Linked DNA regions of Rattus norvegicus: region 2 is linked to region 1. A link is a contact called in public HiChIP or PLAC-seq data. All regions are on one chromosome and are shown on one strand. Each heading gives the region's core, a stretch centred on a gene start, on an enhancer-like site or on the middle of the called end of the contact. The rest is flanking DNA. Distances are from core to core; before and after follow the strand shown.

What was found. HiChIP or PLAC-seq counts read pairs in DNA pulled down with a chosen protein or histone mark.
Region 2: an H3K27ac HiChIP or PLAC-seq map of oligodendrocytes shows a contact between it and region 1, with 5 times the contacts expected there. The contact joins the promoter of Kif3c here to the enhancer-like site in region 1. A contact is called at or near these places in 11 of 12 Hi-C or Micro-C datasets (the A7r5 cell line, the Rat2 cell line, Schwann cells and 6 more) and 1 of 1 datasets of contacts at active chromatin or transcription factors (oligodendrocytes).

What each region holds. Positions count from the first base shown.
Region 1 is chr6:31,985,855-31,991,779 of GRCr8, reverse strand. It overlaps Rab10 (RAB10, member RAS oncogene family), which reads left to right. Exons shown (of 6, transcript NM_017359.2): 6 at 2,714-4,875. The coding sequence ends at 2,797. Among named protein-coding and RNA genes, the nearest start is that of Garem2, 27 kb to the right of the region's middle. Within about 2 kb of position 4,634, at least 29 of the 93 cell types and tissues checked have an H3K27ac peak or open chromatin away from gene starts, as enhancers often do.
Region 2 is chr6:32,083,873-32,089,114 of GRCr8, reverse strand. It overlaps Kif3c (kinesin family member 3C), which reads right to left and starts at 2,236. Exons shown (of 8, transcript NM_053486.1): 1 at 608-2,236. The coding sequence starts at 2,158.

The DNA.
Region 1 (5,925 bases), core at 3,385-5,884:
CCTTTGGGGATCAAAGGACCCTTTCACAGGGATTGCATATCACATATCCTGCATATTAGATACTTATATTTTTAACAGCAGCAAAATTACAGTTATGAAGTAGCAATGAAAATAATTTTATGGTTGGGGTCACCACAACATGAGGAACTATACTAAAGGGTCACAGCATTAGGAAGATTGAGAGCCACTGGTAGAGATCATTGGTAGAATGATTGATTGCCTAGTATGTGGGAAATCCTAAGTTCAGTCTTTGAAAGAATGAGGGAAATTTAGTGTGCGTAAAGACAGGAAGGCCATTTATAGTATATTGAGCAATGAAAAACAGGTTGGAGACAAGTGTGAGGACATATTTCTACAACCCATCACTTAGGAAGATGATGCAGGTTCATTGTATATTGAGGCCAGCTTGCCAAAGAGAGATCCTGTCTCACATTAAAAAAAAAATAAATGGGGGCTGGGGATTTAGCTCAGTGGTAGAGCGCTTACCTAGGAAGTGCAAGGCCCTGGGTTCGGTCCCCAGCTCCGGAAAAAAAAAAAGAAAGAAAGAAAGATCATGTGAAAGAGTGTGGTTTCATCTAAAAAGTGTATGGTACCAAATGTGTAACACAGAGAGTTATATATAGCAAAGGTTGTTCTGGAAAGGGAGATTCTCTTAAAAATCTCTATATTATGTAAACATTTTAAAGTACTGTTTTTGCTTTTTAAGTATTAATTGGGCTGAGAAATCAGGTCAATGCCAGAACACTTGGTTACTGTACCTGAGCCTCTGGGTTCTATGCTAGTTTAGTCTACATAGTTCCGTACCAGCCAGAGATGCAACAAGATAGACTGTCTCAGAGAAGAAAGGAACTTATAGCCCTTTATACATGAAAATGTCATGGAAACCCACTTCATTAGATAATCTGTTTCAGTGACGGAAAGACTTTGAAGTGAAGTACATTATTAGCACACACTTTGAATTCCAGCACTGGGATGGTTGAGGCAGAACTACATACTGAGACCAAGATTAGCCTGTGGACCATAGCGGGATCCTTGGGATCCTTTCCTTAAAAACAAAAACAAGCCACTGAGCATAGTGGTATACACATATGTGGATTTCTTTTCTTTTTTTTTATATTTTTTTTATTTATTTGAGTACACTGCAGCTGTCCATAAGCCACCATGTAGTTGCTGGGAATTGAACTCAGGACCTCAGAAAGAGCAGTCAGTGCTCTTAACCGCTGAGCCATTTCTCCAGCCACCCCCGCTCCCAATTCCCACCACCACCACCACCACCACCCCCCCCCCCCCATGTATGTGGATTTCTACGAAAGGCTAACTGGGTCTACATAGTGAGTTCCAAGTCAGCCAAACCTACATACAGAGTGAGACCCTGTCTCAAAGTAAGAAAATAATAATAATAATCTTCACAAATTTAAAGAAGCTCTTGTTTCCTTTTCTGTTGGGTTAGAGTCTCTTTCCTGGCTGAACTGACCTCAGTTAAGTTAGAGAAAGACAGATTGTGAGAGGCCATGAATAAATTTGAATCCCACTTACCCAGGAGCTGTAAGTTCCTGGAGAAAGTGAGTTCTTGTTGTGTTTTCTTGATGTGGGCCTTATTTGAGCTGTTACTTGCTTTTTGTGTTTTCCTTAAAATCTGTCTAAAGAGCAAAGGCCATAATCAGGCAAGCTCACGGGTGTGGGGGACTTCATCCTGTTAGTGTAGATTGAGCTTGCTCCCTAACATTTACAGGGACGGATCTATCTTGAGGCAGCGAGAGTAGGCCAGACAAGAATCTCACTTCAGGTTTACCAGCCTTTCTGAGGACTGCCTAGGTTTTCAGAACATTGTGGTATTTTCCTTGTTCTGCCAAAGGCCTTTTAAATTGTTTCCATGAAAGTTAGGTTGTCAGTCACCATAGCCTTTACAGTTCTAGTTGTGATATTCTAAGATTTATGTTCAGAATAATGTCGGACAAGTGTAGAGTGACAGTGCAGAAATTCACCTGAGAGTAAAACAGTCAATGTTTTGGTGTGTCCCAAGTTTCCTGCCCACAGGAATTAGATAACTCATTTTGTCCCTCCCCTTCCACCTACTCGTGGTTGAGATGGCCCTTTCTAAAGCTTTGGCACAGTGATACAAACCAGTCTGAAAAGGCAAATATCTGAACAGAGAAAGGCGCTTGGGGTCTCTAATATAAGACATGGCCTAACAGTGGCTTTTTGTAAGTTATAAATTGCAAGGTTTTATTTGGCGGGGGCAGGGTTTGCAGAAGCTGCAGAGCACACAAACTCAGTCACTGAGCTTATTACAACAGGCATTTAACCCGCTGAACTCTCTCACCAGCCTTTCAAAACAAGGCACAGGTCTTGCTGTGTAGCCCAGACTGACCTAGAATTACTGTTCTGCGTTCTGGGATTACAGGCCTGTGCTGCCACAGCTGGCTTAGTAGTCCTTCTGTTCTAAGAACTCATAGGCCAGGGCAAAGAGGGTTTGAGATGCTTTATTAAGTGTTTTCAGGAGATGTCTGTCACACTTTACAGAGGAGTCCAACTAAAGGACCACAAAAAGCAGTTTTCAAATTATGACTTTGCATAGTGCAAGAATACCTCCTCGTGTGACTGTAATTGCCTTTTGCTGTTTAACCTGGTACTGCTGTGACTCTCTCCAGTTAGTCTGTTTTCATTTATGCAGTGTTTTCTCATGGTTGCTTGCTTCCTTGTATTGTTGCAGACCCCTGTAAAAGAACCCAACAGTGAAAACGTAGATATCAGCAGTGGAGGAGGTGTGACGGGCTGGAAGAGCAAATGCTGCTGAGCGCTCTCCCGTCCATCTGTTGCCATCCACCATCCGTTTCTCTTCTTGCTGCAAAATAAAACACTCTGTCCATTTTTAACTCTAAACAGATATTTTTGTTCCTCATCTTAACTATTCAGTCCACCTATTTTATTTGTTCTTTCATCTGTGACTGCTTGCGGACTATTATAATTTTCTTCAAACAAAAAAAATGTATAGAGAAATCATGTCCGACTTCATTTTCAGATGTTCTTGCTCAGCTCACCACTGCACTTCTGTTGTATTATAGTCCAGCTCTTATCAACATTAACTACAGCAATCATTTCAACTCTATTCTGCAAATTGTATAAGAATAAAAGTTAGAATTAACAATTTTATTTTGTACAACAGTGGGATTTTCTGTCATGAATAATGTGCTTGAGTCCTATAACCTATAGATGTGATAGCAAAGAAACACAAGCCAGGAAAACATTCATTTCCCCTGAATCAGTACGTGGGGTTAATTTTGTCCTGTGCCTTATGTGGAAAGGAACTACTTTGGTTTCTCTTTTTTGTTCGGTGGAAGCATGTGCAGGAGACATTTCATCCCAACATAAACCCGTTCAGATGCTTGTGGTTTGCTTGGCTGTATCTTTCACAGTAGTTAACCGAGGACAAAGGGTAATGCAGAAGTGATACTTGATTTCCAGTCTCATTCCCAGTGGCCTTGATATTTAAACTGATTCCCGCCACCAGGTCCTTGGGCCACTCTGTCCCTGCGTCTCATCTTTCTGCATGCTGCTTTGTTTGCCCCCACTACTCCTGGTATGAGTTATTTAAAAATGAAAGGTTTGTCAAGTTTAACATAAAGCACTGATTTACCTTGCTAAGTAAACAGAAAGATAAATTCTAACTGCCTATATCAGATGTCAGTTAATCGGTGTCAGCCCCTCATTTACTCTCTCCTAAAACCTGACCCGCAGTTTGCCTTCTGTTCCCCTCCCCCCTCCTGTCTATCCATGGAGTTTATGAAATGGAAGAGTTATTGCATGCACTAGTGTTTGGAGGGTGTTGTGGTTTGTCTCTAATTAGGTGTATATCCTATTCACTTTCCTAGAATAAGCCTCTTAACCTGAATGTGACTAGTCTCCATTATGGCGACTCCTCTGGCAGTTCAGTAGCCCAGGAAAGACTGGTTTTAAAAAGACCATAAAGAGCAAGGAGGAGTGGTCTTAGCGTTTGCCAAATGTATTGAGATTTGGCCTCTGAAGAACACTTTCGGTATTGTCTTTACTGTAAGATTTAGAAATACATCATAATATTATTAATTTCAAGTCCTATCTTTACATCCTCTCAGAAAACTTATTACCGTGAATTTTTTAAAAAAGAAAAAGGACAGCAAAAGGCTTCTCGTGTAAAGCTGAGCTCTCTGGCTCTGTCCGACCCCATCCTTCTTTCTCTGTTCTAGTTTGGCTTCATTGCTTCTCATTAGGATAGGGTAGGCGAAGTTCCCTATGCTGCTAGCATCCTAAGATGATACCTTTGTGGAAATAATTGTGAATAGCATGATTCATTTCAAGCAGAGGCTGAGTTTAGGACAGCAGCTACCATTGAGAAGATGTCTGTGACACGCATTTTAATGACCTCTTGGCTCACATAAACAATATAGGGACATATCTGCTAAAAGAGCCCATGGTCTTTTCAGATAGTGCCCTAAAGACAATTTTATATGCCTCACTGGTGGTTCTTAGGGTCCCCCTCACTTGACTCTATCATTGTTTACTAGTAAAAAGCAGCATTGCCAAATAATCCCTGATTTTCCACTATGAAAAATGCAATGTCTAAGCTTTTGAAGTTTGTAGGTTAAACCTACTGTTGTTAGTTAGATCTTTGCTGTTTGTGTTGCTTCCCTCTATCTGGATTGTGGCGGTCGCCTCTTTACTTTAAACTTTGTTTAACCCTTAATTCAGTGACTTAAGGTTTGGAGATACACACTGGGATTTTGGCTAACAGACTGACAGTTTTGTTGTTTGCATAATTATAATCGGCACTGTACAGAGAAAAGATATGGCCTCCTTTGTTAAATCTGCACTTTCTGAATATCAAAAAAAAAAAAAAAACCAAAAGGGAAATGGAGTATAAATCAATTTTTGTATAATCTGTTTGAAACCTGAGTTTTATTTGCTTACTATTAGGGCTTTGTCCCCTTTCTGTAAGTCTCTTGGGATCCTGTGTAGAAGCTGTTCTCATTAAACACCAACAGTTCAGTCCATTCTCTGGTACTAGCTACAAATTCGGTTTCATACTCTACTTAACAATTTAAATAAACTGAAATATTTCTAGATGGTCTACTTCTGTTCATATAAAAACAAACTTGATTTCCAACTGTGTGGTTTGGTTTTCATTTATTTTTGGAGATGGAGGGTTGCTCCTGACAACAGTGCAGGACGGCATCCTGCAAAGCAGGTAAAGAGAGAAGAACAACAACATTGTCAGCATCAGCATATGGAAAATAGGGGGCACTTGGAAGAACCTACAAGGAGCAGAGTCATCCTCTGACAGGAAGACTGCCCACGTCCTCTCACACGAGTGCAGTGAACCAAGGGCCAAGGGCACCCGGGTGGGCTCTCAGTCCTGAAGGGTGGCACAGCGGTGTTTAGACAGTGCCCATCCTCTTACTTGAAAACAGTATTTCCAGTCTCACATAAGCATTGGCAAGAAGTAGTGCTTAATTAACCCTGTGCTAAAGCCTGGTCAGTAGAGAGAGGATAGCTGCTTGTCTCTGCTAGAGAGCGGTATAGGGGTGTTTCGCGTTTCTAAGTCACCAGAGTGTTTTCAGTACTGCTCTGCCTTTTCTCCCTGAACCCACATAATTCCTGCTGATGTCTAGGGTTGATAGCCTATGGTCCCTTTGAAACTGGTGTAGGAAAAAAGGATCTGGTCTCTGCTCATAAACCCACCATCTCAGGAAGCAAAAGTAATCTGATAGCTACCACTTGGAAGGTATAGGCAGAAGGATCAAGAATTAAAGTAAGGGCTAGCCTCATTTTTATAGGAAGATCTGGGCAGCCTGGACTGTCAGTGTCAAGACCCAGTGTCAAAAAGTAATTGCTGGGGGTTGGGGATTTAGCTCAGTGGTAGAACGCTTGCCTAGGAAGTGCAAGGCCCAG
Region 2 (5,242 bases), core at 987-3,486, 100 kb before region 1:
TGAAGACTAAAAGCATGAAGTCTGCAGGTACCAGCTCAGCCCAGCTACTCTGAAGGTCCTGGCCCTTTCTGAGCCTTAAGTCCTCATCTGTAAGATGAGGCTTTAAAAGCCAGTCTTTGGAACGGCTCCTGTGAAGATGAGACAAGATGATATAAAAATGGGGTTCTTTGTAAATGGTGATGTGTTATCCAAATGTCAGATACTATTAATATGATATGAGGTCTGAAGACACTGCAGAGGGGGGAAAAGTATCAGTAGAGGAGACCATGCAGAAGTGAGAAGCCGCACTCACGAGAGGAGAATCCTGCATGGCTTCTCATAGACCTGACCAATCCTGAGGCCATTTGCAAAGATGGACAGCGGCAGACCATCTCATCTCAAGTCCATTGGTCTAAGACACCTGCCCATTTTGCTTGGTGTGTATGCATGTATGTAAGTGCATTTGGCTAGCTAGTATCATGGTACTTTGCTTAGCTGCTCTGGGACAGTCGTCAGTGTGTGGTCCTGAGGTGGGATACCCCAGTTCAGGCCAACTCACAGACCCTCAAATGAAAATCTACCAATCAAAGTCCTTGTGGGGACATCTCTCATCCTCTGGGGACCTTACCTTGTACTTGGCTGCAAGCAGCTCTGTGGCCTGCTGCTCCCGCCTCAGATCCTCCAGCATCTTCTCCTTCTCTTCTAGAAGCTTCTGCTTCTCCTCACTCACGAGGCTGCGGTCATCCTGGATGGCCGCCTTCTCCTCCTCCAGCCGCTCTTTCTGTTCCTGCAGGTAATTCTCCATGTTTTTCTCCAAAGCGGCCTCCAGGGTGGGCTGGGGTGGGCGGTGATTATTGTTGTTATCATCTTCCTCTTCAGCCACCCAAGCCTCAATTACGGCCCCCTCTGGATAGCCGGCCGGAGCAGACACGGCCTTCTTTCTGCGACTGCTCTTTCTCCGAGGTCGCTTTCCCAGCATCCCCTTCTTCTCAAGCTGGGCCTTCAAGCGGGCGATCTCTTCCTGGAATTCCCTAAGCAGCGTGTCCTTGGGGTCCTCGTTCACCCGCGGTTTGTTCTTGATGTTCTTGGCTCGGTTCGCAAAGCGCAGGGTGGAGAGGCTCTCGTCGTAGCTATGAGAAGCTGGACCCAGTGTGGCCACCATGATGGTCTTGGCATTGCCCCCCAATGAGTCTTGGAGCAGCCGGGTCAGCTTGGAGTCCCGGTAGGGGATGTGGGTGCTCCTGTTGCCAGCCAAAGCAGCAATCACATTGCCCAGGGCGGACAGTGAAAGATTGATTTTAGAAGCTTCCTTAGGCCTCTCTCCACTACTGCCAGAACCACTAGTGCCGCCACCTCCGCCGCCACCACCAGCTGTTGACTGTGTGGCTGGCCCTCCAGGTGTGTTGGGACCTGCCTTGTTCTGCCTCTCACTGCCGGCCAGGTCTACCAGGTTGAGCTTGCCTACTCGGATATGGTCCTGTCCATCGGAGCCACGCTCACTGCACTCCACTGTGATAACAAAGATGGCATGGGACCGGGAGCTGACCTCATTCATGTGGGTGCTGCCTACTGCCCGGGCTTGGTTCCCCAGGTTCATCACGTGTTCAATCTCCTTGACATTCTTGGTGACAAAGGAAGAGAGGTCCTTGATGTAGACCCCTGTTTCAGGATTCTCCTTCAGTTCTAGCCTTTTGCCTGGCTCCTTGGATAGCAGGTCTCGAATCTCCTCCTGGTAGATCTCCAAGTAGGAGGCACGAACCAGGTACTGCTGGTTCTGGGAGCGGGAAATGTGGGTGAAGATGTGCTCAAAGGCATTGGGGATAACCCCGCGGAGCTCTGGCTCCACCCAGGTCCCCTGCATGGTGTAGGTCTTGCCAGTGCCAGTCTGGCCATAGGCAAATACGGTGCCATTGAAACCCTGAAGCACCGAGTCTATCAGGGGCCTCACCGTTTCATCATACAGGTCGGCCTGCTTGGAGCTAGCGTCATACACAGCATCAAAAGTGAAGGTCTTGGGCAGCTCCCCGGGTGCCGCGCGGGGGTTTCGCAGAGTCACCTGGCCCAGTTTCACGTCCATGGTCAGAATCTGCTCATGACCAGCAGCCTCCTCCTTCCTACTGAGGGGGCGGCACCGGGCCACCACCTTCAGGGCCTCGCTGGCCTTGGTCTTACTGGCCATCTTGCAGCTCTGTCCTTCCAGGTGGGCCGCTCTGCAGCCTGGGCGGTCCTCCTGCCCTTACTCCTAAGTCGGGATCAGTCGGGCTGGCCCAGCCCCCAGGCACCGCTCTTCAATCCGCATGCAGCCTACCAGGGTGGGGATGCAGGGAGTTGGCCCCGAGACTGCTGCAGTCCAGGCCTCCACAGCTCTCTACGGCTTTCTATGCACTGCTGGAGAGGTAGAATTAGGCAGAATCCCCAGGCAACCGAGCAAGCTGCTCCTGCCGAAGGGCAGTGCCTGGAACCCACCCCATGCTGGAGCAAGAGAGAGAGCTACGGTAAACAGCTTCGGCAACAATGAGATAAAGGAAGAGGAAAATGAGATGGGGGTGGGCGGCAGAGATGTCTTTTCCTCCTCCTTTCTCCCTTCCCCTAGGGATCCATGGCAGGGGATGCGAGTCCTGGGCGGCCGGGGGATCCCGGTCCTCCCGAGGTCAGAGGCTCACCTGGAGTCCTCCCCTCCGGCTGGGGGATCATTCATTGCAGCCACAGCTGGCTGCTGTTGCCTCTCCTTCGCCTTCCCCGCCGCCGCCACCACCGGAGAATGAGAGAAAAACAGAAGGGGATGGGGCGGAGCAGCGGCGGCGAGACAGATGTTGCTGCGGCCGCTGCGCTGCGGCCCGGGTTAGGTCTCCCGGCTGGGGTGGGGCAAGGGGCGGGGCCGCGGGGCGGGGAACAGGAGCCCAGCGCGGCCCTTGGGCGAGGGACAGCGGTGCATCGCCGCCGGCACCCCGCCGACCTCTCAGGGATGACAGGGTCTGGTGCCCACCCAGGTCCCGCGCCCACCAGTCGGATGCGGCGCAGCCACCGCCAGCCGTCACCCCACCGAACCCGAGCATGCTGGGAGATGTAGTCCTTCCTTTGTTAACCGGGTTCTGTCAGGTTGCTAATGCTTTCTCCAGTCCTCAAGTCTGGGAGCCCCTCCTCCCACATGCAACCCCTGAGTGTGTCTGCTGAGGCTGCACCACCCACGCGTGTTCTCTCTGCAACCGCCATTCTCGGTTTCTCACTGCTCCAGCCATTTTGCTTGCAGATGGGGACATGTCACTGTCCTCTATTCCTCAGGGTATCACCAGGCCTACTAGAGCTTAACTCCTAAATATTTTTGGGCTCTGTCTTTTCCTCTCCCTATTCTGGTTTACTTCTGGCCTTCCTTTTAACGCTCTGCTGGAAGCACAGTTAACTGATATCACCTCTCATGTCTGTACATGGCCTCTGGCTCTAACCTCTTCTCCATGACCTTCCATATCCCTCGAAGGCCTGTTCGTCTTCTGATCTCCCAGCCGGCCTTCACTACTCTGATTCAGTCTATACTCCTAATAACCATGCTGACACACTTTTCTAGCTCCCGCGGAGCCCTGGGACTACTCTAGGAGCTGGATCCTTCTTAAGGAGTCCACAGGCTGTAATAGAACTGACTCTGCCATATTGCACCCTTAATCCCTTTGCCCAGAGATCCTGTTACATTTCTTCCTCTACTGTTCTGCCACTTGGGCAACACAAGCATTTTGTCATCTACGAAACTGTGCTGGTTAATTTTTGTCAACACAAACTAGAGATGCCTGGGAAAAGGAAATCTCAACTGAGAAATTGCCTGCATTTGATTGGTCTGTGGGGTATATTCTTGATAGCTAATTGATGGAGGACAGAGCCCAGCCCACTGTGGGAGGTGCGCCCCCGGGCAGGTAGTATTGGGTAGAAAGATGGCCTAACGTGAGTCCGGAAACCAGCCAGTAAATAGTGTCTCTCCAGGATTGCTACTTCAAGCTCCTACCTTGAGGTCCGCCCTTGATGGTGACTGAACCTTGTAGGGCAAATAAACCCTTTCCTCCCCAAGTTGTTCTTGGCAGGTAATGTTTTATCACAGAAATAGAGGAGCAAATTAAATCAGAAGCTTTTGGACTGGAGACGGCTCAGAGGTTAAGAGCACTGACTGCTCTTCCTGAGGTCCTGAGTTCTAGTCCCAATAACCACATGGTGGCTCACAGCATCTGTAATGGGATCTGATGCCCTCTTCTGGTGTGTCTGAAGACAGCATGTAAAAATAGATTAATCTTAAAAACAAAAAAAACAAACAAAAAACCCGAAACAACCAGAGCTTTTTCTGACTGGTTTGCTTCCATAGCAGAAAAAAGGATGGAATTTACATAAAGTAAAACTTAGGCCTAGCATTCCAGTTCGTGAATGGGGCATGTGTATACTTAGGTGTTACACTTAGGTGTTTTCGTGGGCGTGTACACGCATGCATATGCATGTGCATTTGGATGTCTCTGTAGGCCAGAAACTGACCTCATTGGGGAAAAAAATTATCTTAGCCAGGTGCAGTGATGAATGACTTTAATCTTAGCCCTTTGGAAGGCAGGATCAGGCAGATCTCTGAGTTCAAGGCCAGCCTGGTCTACAAATCGTTCCAGGATAGCCAGGGCTACACAGAGATTTTTAATTTTTATTTTATGTGTTTTGCCAACTTTATGTACGTTTATATCCCATGTGTGTTCCTGGTGCCTGCAAAGATCAGAAGTGGATGTTGGATCCCTTGGAAGGAGAGTTGTAGGTAGTCGTGACCTGCCATGTGCGTACTGGGGAACCAAACCAGCGTCCTCTATAAGAGAAATGCATGCTCTTGACCCCTGAGCCATCTCTCCAGAGTCCCTTGAGTTCATTTGGTTTTGGTTTTTGTTTGTTTAGGGTTTCTTTGTGTGTGTGTGTGTGTGTGTGTGTGTGTGTGTGTGTGTGTGTGTGTTAGTTTCTCACTGTCTGTGGAATGCACTGGTTGGGTAAGTGGCTGGCCACTGAGCCCTAAGGCTCTCCCTGTCTTTATTTCGCCTTCCCCAACCCCAGTGCAGGGATAACTGGGGACCACAATTCAGCTCCTCAGGCCTGTACAACACACTCCTAGCTGAGTTATTTTCCCAGATCACATCGTATCAGCTCTGATCTCCGCCCAACAACCCTCTACTTCAGCTTTAGCTTCTGCAGTGCTTAAAAGTGGTCGGGGGGCTAGACAGATGGCGTGGCAGTTTAGAGTACCCGCTGCTCTCACAGC